Regions from separate parts of the Mus musculus genome. Here all the other regions are linked to region 3. The links are chromatin contacts, called in public HiChIP or PLAC-seq and promoter capture Hi-C maps. All regions are on one chromosome and are shown on one strand. The core of a region is the stretch at or near the end of the contact, and the rest is flanking DNA. Distances in the headings are between cores, read along the strand shown.

The links. Promoter capture Hi-C pulls out the DNA fragments that hold promoters and counts their contacts. HiChIP or PLAC-seq counts read pairs in DNA pulled down with a chosen protein or histone mark.
Region 1: a contact with region 3 is called in a promoter capture Hi-C map of second pharyngeal arch cranial neural crest, with 6 times the contacts expected there. The contact joins the promoter of Dennd2c here to the promoter of Olfml3 in region 3. A contact is called at or near these places in 7 of 39 promoter capture datasets (the 3T3-L1 cell line, cranial neural crest, hippocampal neurons and 3 more) and 3 of 115 datasets of contacts at active chromatin or transcription factors (astrocytes, extraembryonic endoderm stem cells and kidney).
Region 2: an H3K27ac HiChIP or PLAC-seq map of microglia shows a contact between it and region 3, with 4 times the contacts expected there. The contact joins the enhancer-like site here to the promoter of Olfml3 in region 3. A contact is called at or near these places in 7 of 39 promoter capture datasets (the 3T3-L1 cell line, HPC-7-derived erythroid cells, embryonic stem cells and 3 more), 3 of 115 datasets of contacts at active chromatin or transcription factors (large pre-B cells, microglia and trophoblast stem cells) and 2 of 9 other capture datasets (adipose tissue and liver).

What each region holds. Positions count from the first base shown.
Region 1 is chr3:103,101,246-103,103,945 of GRCm38.p6, forward strand. Dennd2c (DENN/MADD domain containing 2C) reads left to right here and starts at 1,414. Exons shown (of 19, transcript NM_001384113.1): 1 at 1,414-1,493.
Region 2 is chr3:104,459,787-104,462,486 of GRCm38.p6, forward strand. It overlaps Lrig2 (leucine-rich repeats and immunoglobulin-like domains 2), which reads right to left. Exons shown (of 18, transcript NM_001025067.2): 17 at 1,615-1,902. Among named protein-coding and RNA genes, the nearest start is that of Lrig2, 51 kb to the right of the region's middle. Within about 2 kb of position 1,350, at least 17 of the 459 cell types and tissues checked have an H3K27ac peak or open chromatin away from gene starts, as enhancers often do. A contact at or near this core is called in microglia, where this site is marked.
Region 3 is chr3:103,736,578-103,739,277 of GRCm38.p6, forward strand. It overlaps Olfml3 (olfactomedin-like 3), which reads right to left and starts at 1,424. Exons shown (of 3, transcript NM_133859.2): 1 at 1,245-1,424; 2 at 375-660; 3 at 1-86. The coding sequence starts at 1,358.

The DNA.
Region 1 (2,700 bases), core at 164-2,663, 640 kb before region 3:
ATTGCTTTTCGGGGAATATTTATCAAGGACCTGATTTTATTTCATGTTGGCTTCCTAGTCACTAAAATAATACAAATTACTATGTATTATCTTCAGACTTAAAGGACACCTCTCACCATTAGGTGTAGCTCCATCCTACCCATGAGAGGGCAGTAGAACACATGCATGTTAATTAACGTTCATCTTGGAATTCAAATCTTCATCCTGCTAAAGAATCTTCGTGGATGCAAACTTCAAAATGTAAATCTTAAAAACGCTGTTTTAGTCCCGAATTTCACCTTGTACAACTATCTGTGATACTTTCCAAACAGACTAGATTAAATGCCACTTGTGTTGGCTCAGGACTATGCTTGCACCCCAGAAGCAGGGGTAGGAGGATAAGAAGTTTGAAAAATAATAAAGAACACACATGTCTACATTTAAAGACATACACATTAGGTAAGGGATCAATGGAGTTTGCAATGTATTCCAAACCATATTTACATTTATTTCCTCACTGGAGTATTTTAAAGGAATTGTCAATACTTCTCCCTCAGGTAGAAAGTAATCCTTTTACTGTCCCCACCTCATGTCCCCACCTCATAGCTTCACAAGGGATTGGGACTTTTTTTTTTTTTTCCAAGTCTTGGTTGAGTTGGCTGGTGACAGTCATCCGCGATGTGTAATTAAACACCTCTCTGTGGCAGTCTTCTATTTTGGTACCTCTGTGTGAACAAGCCAGGGAAGTTTGGTTACCAGACACAAGGTCGGATGGAGTGGGTGGGGTGGAGTGGGGCGGGGCGCGGTGAGGTGGGGCAGTTAGATCGTGCTGGGAAATAGGTTCCACTCATCCCAGTCTCGCAGAGTGAAACTGGGCTATTCTTGCAGCAGGCACAGAGCCATGTGCATACCTGAGCAAGATCGTGTGGTAGGGAGAATTTAAGCGTGAGTCTCAAGTGGGTGTGGCAACCCAGTCGGCACCCGGACTAGGCACCAAAGGCATCCGGCTTGTGATTCCAAACCCGGGGCCAGGTGCGTTATTGGCATCTCTTTACTAGCTGGCATTCCCGATGAATGTTTGCTCCCTGAGCTGCTTTGGGGTTTTCTTAAAGAAGTTGCTGTTTGGCTCCTCTGGTTCTACTAGGCTCTGCCTTGCTGTAAAGGTCTGTCTCGTGTAGTCGCACAGACCGTAGATCCGGAGATAGAGCTTTGGCTCCAGGCCTGGGCAGGGGCTGCACCGTGGAACCAGCGCGGTGCAGCGCACACTGGTACCCCAGCGCTGGGGGCGGAGAGACCGCCTGGCGTGGGTTCCGAGCCTTGAGGAGAGCCCTGGAAGGACAGAGCCTTACTGGGTGAGCTCGGGGGCGTGCCCAGGCAAAAGAGGGCGTGTCTTAGCCTGGAGGGCGGGGACTGCGGAACCTGTGGGGGCGGGACGAAGATGTGGGCGCTGGATCCCAGAGGCCACCGACGCGAGTCTGGGATCCCTGCGCGAGGCGGCGTCGCGGCCCAGGCAGGTAGGCGACGGGATGCAGCGAGGGAGTGGGGCCATGGGGCCTCTGCCGCTCAGCTGTTGGCGTCGCCCCATGGCGTCCCGTGTGTTCGTGGTCAGCCGAGAGCTGGGTACCTCGGGCCAGGGGAAGGCGGGTGTCAGCCTGCGAGCCGCGGGCGCGGTCGGGGGTGCAGGGCCGGGGAGCCCAGGCGCTCGCCGCCGCGAGGAAACGCGCCTATCAGGCGGTCTTGAACTTGGACGTGCCCGGACGGAGCACTTCAGACAAGCGGTAAAGCGTGTGTTCGCGCGCTTTGCTTCGGAACTACGGGGCAGGCACGATAGAGGAAGTCGTCAAGTAGTTTTTTAAGATAAAATTCCTACAGTGGGACTGGAGTAGGACTGTGGAGTAACCAGGAGAGAAGATGATGATTAGATTGTGAGTCAAAAGGCTTCGCTCTGGAGCTCAGAGCCGCAAACAAACCGTCACACCTCCGTCAGGGTTAACTCTAAGAGGTGTGTGTCCCCGGAGTGCAAAACTGGGACGCTCATGGGTTCTCATGTTCTGAGAGGAATGACAGTGTTCTACAAATGTCAGGCATTGTTGTTTGATACACACACACATGCACCCCGGAGCATGTGTAGTTTGTAAAACTACTAAGTGCCTAGTACAGTAGGCACCCTGGTAAACCTTTATCCCAAAGCTACTACTGATTCGCCTGTATTGTTAGAGAAAGTTCTAACTTCTGTTTACTATGTAAATAAGTTATCTAAGCGTCATTTCCACATAATCACCATTGTTTGAAGAGCAGAGCTATTCTTAACTGAGTCATGACATTTTCTAAAATAGCATGCTATCTGTATACCGTAGTGCAATCATTTACCATGAAGCTTGTACCAATCAGAAAATCTGTTACTTTGCCTTAGATTAGCTGAAGGTATTTCATAAAGTGAGCTGAGAGTACTGCCTCAAAACAAGACTTTTATTTTGCAAATTCAGGGGCTGCTTATAAAAAGATCTGAGTTCTCTAAAACAAAGTTAATGTGTGGCTGTGGCATTTGTACAGTTTTTATTATAGACATTTGTGTTCTCTACTTGTGTGTGTGTGTGTGTGTGTGTGTGTGTGTGTGTGTGTGTGTGTATTTTAGGGAGAGATGGGAAATTTAAAAAGGAATAGCAGTCTGTAACCATGAGGTTTCTACTAGGGATACGTAAGAGTGATCTGGAGTATTTT
Region 2 (2,700 bases), core at 100-2,599, 720 kb after region 3:
ATTTTTTAATTTTATTTGTATGAATGTTTTGCCAGTCTGTGCACTATACATGCCTGGTGCTTATTAGAGGTCAGAAGAGGGCATTAGATCTTTAGTTATAAATGGTTGTGAGCCAGGTACTGGGAATTGAATTTGGGTTCAGGTGTAGTCAAAGCATTGAGAAGAGAGGCAGATGATACAGGCTGGCTCATGTGTGCACACACGTAGGGAAGCTATATTTTAGGAAAAGCTAGTCTAACATTCTGGAAACAAAATCTCACAAATGAAAGCATAATTCACCTAGAATATAAGCTAGGGCAAGATTTCTTAAAATTTAATATGCATGTGAGGGCTGAGGATATGGCTCAGTAGATAAGAGGGCTTGTTGTGAAAGCAGGAAGACCTGAGCTCTAATTCCCAACACTCACATAAAGCCAGGCATAGTCATGTATGACACTAACTCCAGCACTGAGGAGCACTGACAAGAGAATCTCAGAAGCTTGCTAGCCAGTCAGTCCAGCTGAGACAGCAGCCTTCAGGGTTAGGAAATGACTCTGTCTCAACAAACAGGGTGAAAAGCAATAGAGAATGACGCTAGACTTCCTCCTTCAGTCTCCCCATGCATGTGTCTGCATGCACACGAATGCTCCTGCAAGCACATGCATCCATACAAAACTCACATATAAAACAAACCCAAAATTTAATATAAACCACAAGCCACATGGCCATAATCCTAGCGTTTGCCTGATATCTCAGCACTTGGAAGGCTAAGGTAGGGGTTACTGTTGAATTTGAGCATGACACTGTCAACAACAACAAAAAACCAAAGCATATAAATAATCCTTGGATCTTAATATGTGGATTCAGATTCACTAGGTCTAGGGTAGGAGCACAGCTGCACGTCTAACAAGTTCTAAGGTCAAGCTAACAAACCCTACACACACTGAGCAGAATTAATTAGAGTATCCTAGGCTTAGAATGGACAATGCACCAAGGCATTTTCATTTAAGTGACGATGACTCCTTACTTAAAACCAGACTCAAAATGAAGACATCCCACAGGTTACAAGACGTATTGTACCTTAGTTCTTCATGACACTGAATGTAAAGCTGAGCGACTACCTTCAGTGACAGTGCTCTTTTCTAACCTATTCCTCTTGAACAATCTTTAGAACTGGTCTCTTACAGAGCACATTCTCAGTTTCATGCTGCCAGATCCACCCCTGGGCACAGCCCTATACTTCCCTTCTTCTGTGACCCTGTAACTTTCGCCCTGTCCATTCCCCAGTGTTTGTCCTCTGAGTGGACGGGACAGCTGATGAACAGCTTGAGAACAGTTCCTATCACAGTCCAGAAAGAGCTCGACTCGGTGATATGCTCAGAGTGTTCGCTTGACAGTAGAGCAACCAAACAAAACAGCTTGGGTTTCTTATGCTCTATTTTTAGCACTTCAAACCTCTATTGTTTAAATGAAGATGGGAGAAGATGTAAAGACCTCTAGTTGACACTAGTTAATGGCAATTATTCTAGTATACTAATTTGTTTCCTGTTACATGCCATGCTACTGATATAACAGAAGGGCAGATCAGGTGAAATTGAAACCAAAAGCTCAAAACAGAACAAAAGCACCCATTACCACTGCTCCTCTGTGAGAAGGGAAGGTTCTCAGTCATCCTCTCATGGTTGGTGGGAAAGGCAGCCGGCTCTCTCTCTGCTGATGGTATCAGACTCTCCAGATTAGCAGCATCTTGGGGAGGATGTGACAAAAACGTCTCCTTGGGCATCTGGACCATGAGGCTGGAGAGTGCCTGATCTAACACATCCTCCTCAGCAATATAGGTATATGGACAGTACTCTCTGGTCCTCGAGTAGATGTTGGCATTGTCGTAACAATCTGAACAGATCACCCGGGTACCAGCGCCACCTAGTAACAACAAGGAAGGGCCCAGATGATTTTCTGATAAGGAAGAGTTTGGGACTAATCAACTTTCTTCAACAGTTCTAACAATTACTGCACACCTTCTTTACAAACCAGGTGAGAGTCCAAGGTCTGTCTGTGAATGAGCTCACTCACTCCTCACAACACCCCTATGAAGAAGATTTTATTTTCATCTCCACTTTACAGGTAAAGTTATGGCAGGAGAAAGAGCTGAGACATAAAACTAAACACTCTGGCTTCAGAGCCTATACTCTTGAATTCTAACGTTAAATCTCTGTCTAAGTTGGAGAGACTAAATTTCAACCAAGGGATCCAAGACAGGCCTAGACCTCTGAGACACGTGTGTGGCTTGAGCAAACAAAAGCAAAACAGGCATTGCTATGAATTGAGAGCCCATGTTACTTTTATGAGACAAGAAGTTAAGTGAGGTAGCTGTTCAAACTATCCCTAGTCAAACCCTCTCTCCTGTGCCTGTCACTTTCTATAGAAGTGAGGGTGTGAAGAGACAATGTCCCAGTCACCCTATCAGGGGACATTTTATAGCCCTTTTAAGTTTGCCATTGCAGTCTGAAAGTCATTTTGCCCTTTAAACTTTACTAAGTATCTACCTGTCAGCAGGAGAACCAAATGCCTTTGGATGTTATCTGAAGGATGCTCATCTCTAAAGGAATGAGAAAGGCTTGAAATGAGTTTCTAGACCATCTCTTCTGGTCATGAGAGAGACCCAGGAGCCTCAGTTTTGTCCTTCATCCCTGTTTAAGGGTAATGTGTTTCTTTCTGTAA
Region 3 (2,700 bases), core at 174-2,673:
CGGATCCTTGGTCCATAGGCCAACTGAACCACCAAACCGCTTCAGGATCTTCATTGACCTCACCTGAGCGACTGTGTAGCTACAGTCTGGTGGGGAAGAGGAGAAAGCACAGGAGAAGGAAACAGAGGCCAAGAGTTAGATGTGTATAACAGGAACTTCCCCCAGAGTGGGCCACCTGGGGAACAGAGACACACTTTTCCGTGCATGTGTCCACTCACGGAGGGTTGAGAGATGGAGTACCGATAAAGGACAGGCCTCTAGAAACTCTCAATGAATGTGTCATTCTGAAAGATAGAGCTATGGTGGCTTGGGACAAGAAGAAAAGCAGGAAAGGGGAGTTCTGAAACTGTCTGGACCTCTGTGAGATCACTTACCCGTCACCATATCGTATTTCTCATTTCTTCGGCCCTTGCCTTTGGCTCCAGGACCTCCAGTCACCTTCTCATCCAGCTCTACACAGGGCAAAGCTGGGTTCTGTGTCTCCAGATAGTCTACCTCCCTTTCAAGACGGTCCACTCTTCCTGAGATGGAGTCTGCTTCAGTTCTGAGGGTCTCCCGCTCCTTCTCTGCCACCTCCAGGAGAGGCAACATCTTGTTTTTGAAGTCCCGAAGCTCGGCAGCATGCCGACTACTCTGATCCTGGCATTGGGCCAGCCGTTCCTGAAGGGATCGGGGAGTCAGGAAGGGTGGGTTGCAGGTTTATAGCTCCCAGACAAGCAGAGGCCCAGCCAGGGAGTCAGGGCCAGGAAAGGGACCAGCTCAGCCATGCTCCCACAGCAGAGGAGACTAGTCAGTGGTACCATCCCATCCGAGGAACCTGGCTTAATTTGCCTGAATAAGAGTCCTTCACCTTGCGTTCTCAGTGATCTGAGCCTCCAGGAAATTAGGATGCTACAGACTTCAAATTGTCCAAAAGGGAGTAGATGTGGGGTGCGGGGAAGAAACGGACAGGAAGTTGCAGGCAGATTGCCTGGGAAACTTGAACAGTATAGCAGCATAGATGCAGCCCGATTCTGACTCTCATTTCCCCTGCCCCCTTATTCCATCTAATCTGAGGGAGCCGTGTTGCGTTTATTTGCTGGGCAATTGTCTTATGTTGGGGAAATAAAAGTCTGTAGTTAAGAGGCTACTCGTCATTAAGGACTTCTTACACAACCCGATCTTGTCACTCCCAGAGCCCTGACAGCTAGTTGCACCTATAGATGTGGACTCATCCTGGGTGAGAAGAGAAACAAGTCCCTCACCTCTAAGGCAGCTAGTCGGCGTTCCATGTACTCCACAAGGTGGTGCTGCTGTCCCTGAAGGGGTCCCGTCCATGACAAAAAGAAGAGGAGCAGCAGAGGAGCACTGGGCCCCATGGCAGCCTTAAGTGGGGCCAGAGGAGTGTGTGCATTCGGCCTCTTTCCCTCCAGCCCGTTAGCTCTGGGGGCGGGGCGGGGGCGGGGCCTCCTCCTTCCCATCTCTGGTGTCTCTCACTACTCTGGAATGCTTTCAGTCTCTTTACAACCCCCACCCCCTCCTTCCCGCCTGGCCTGATCAAACACAGATGGCCCCTTTGCACAGTCGCCAGAAGCCTTAACTACCAGCAACTTAGACTTGTGAGCTCCTCCGGAAAGGGGAGAGATGGCAATCTGGAGGCAGAGGCCTTCTGAAAAATGAGCAAGTTGCAGGAAGCCGAGACCCCCGGAAAACTCAGCAAACTCCATTCGTTTTAGGAGAGGGCTTCCAGTGCTGACTCGGTAAGAACCCAGCACCCTTCATTAACCTATCCCTTCTCCAGAAATAACAGAATGGATTTTCTGCCTTGTTCAGTGAAGCCAGAAACACAGGAGATGAGGTTTGAGGGGATGGGGGTTGGGGCAAAGGGAAGTCAACTTTCTATAGCTCATTGGCGCCACCTTGTGCTGAGCATTCTGGGGCCATCTCCCATGGCAAAGAAATCAGGCGAGGACTTCACCGTGTGGAGAATCTCAACCTAAGCAAGCCAAATCACAGGGCTCCCTATGGAGTACCAAATCTCTGATTTAGCCCAAGGAAAGGAATAGAAACAAAACTGGAGGTTGTTGAGAAATGGGAGGTGGGGTTTTTTGTTTTTGTTTTAAGCTAGCTGACTTAAATATCCTTGACATGACTTTCCAGGTATTTCCCAAATAGGAGGGTGCAGCAAGGACATGCTAGTTTACATTCATGGATTTAGGGGAGAAACCTGAAAAAAAAAATATGTACAACATAGTCTAAAGGAAAACAAATATATTCTGACCTTCCTATCACTGGGAGAGAACAGACTATTGATCGCCTTTCTTGGTTATGGTTCAGTAGGGCATTTGTAAGTATCTCTCATTTCTTTAAAATTAAGTAAAAAAAAATTTGGTTTTTCAGTTACATATGCTTTTATGTGTCTGTATACAGGTATCTGCATGGGATACAGGTATCCGTGGGGACCAGACGAGGACGTCAGATCTTCCAGAGCTGAATTTTAGGAGATTGTGCGCTGCCTATTGTTCCTGAGCACTGAGCCCCTCTCCTCTGAAAGAACAGTACACTCAACTACTAAGCCTTCTCTCCAGCCCATGTTCCTCCTTTCTATCCAGCTAAAGCTACAGGGGAGCTAGGCAGGAACATACATCAGAAGAAGTCAAATATGCAGCATTTACAAAGGGGCCTGCAGTGATTAATCTAGACAAATTCCAGTTTCTTTTC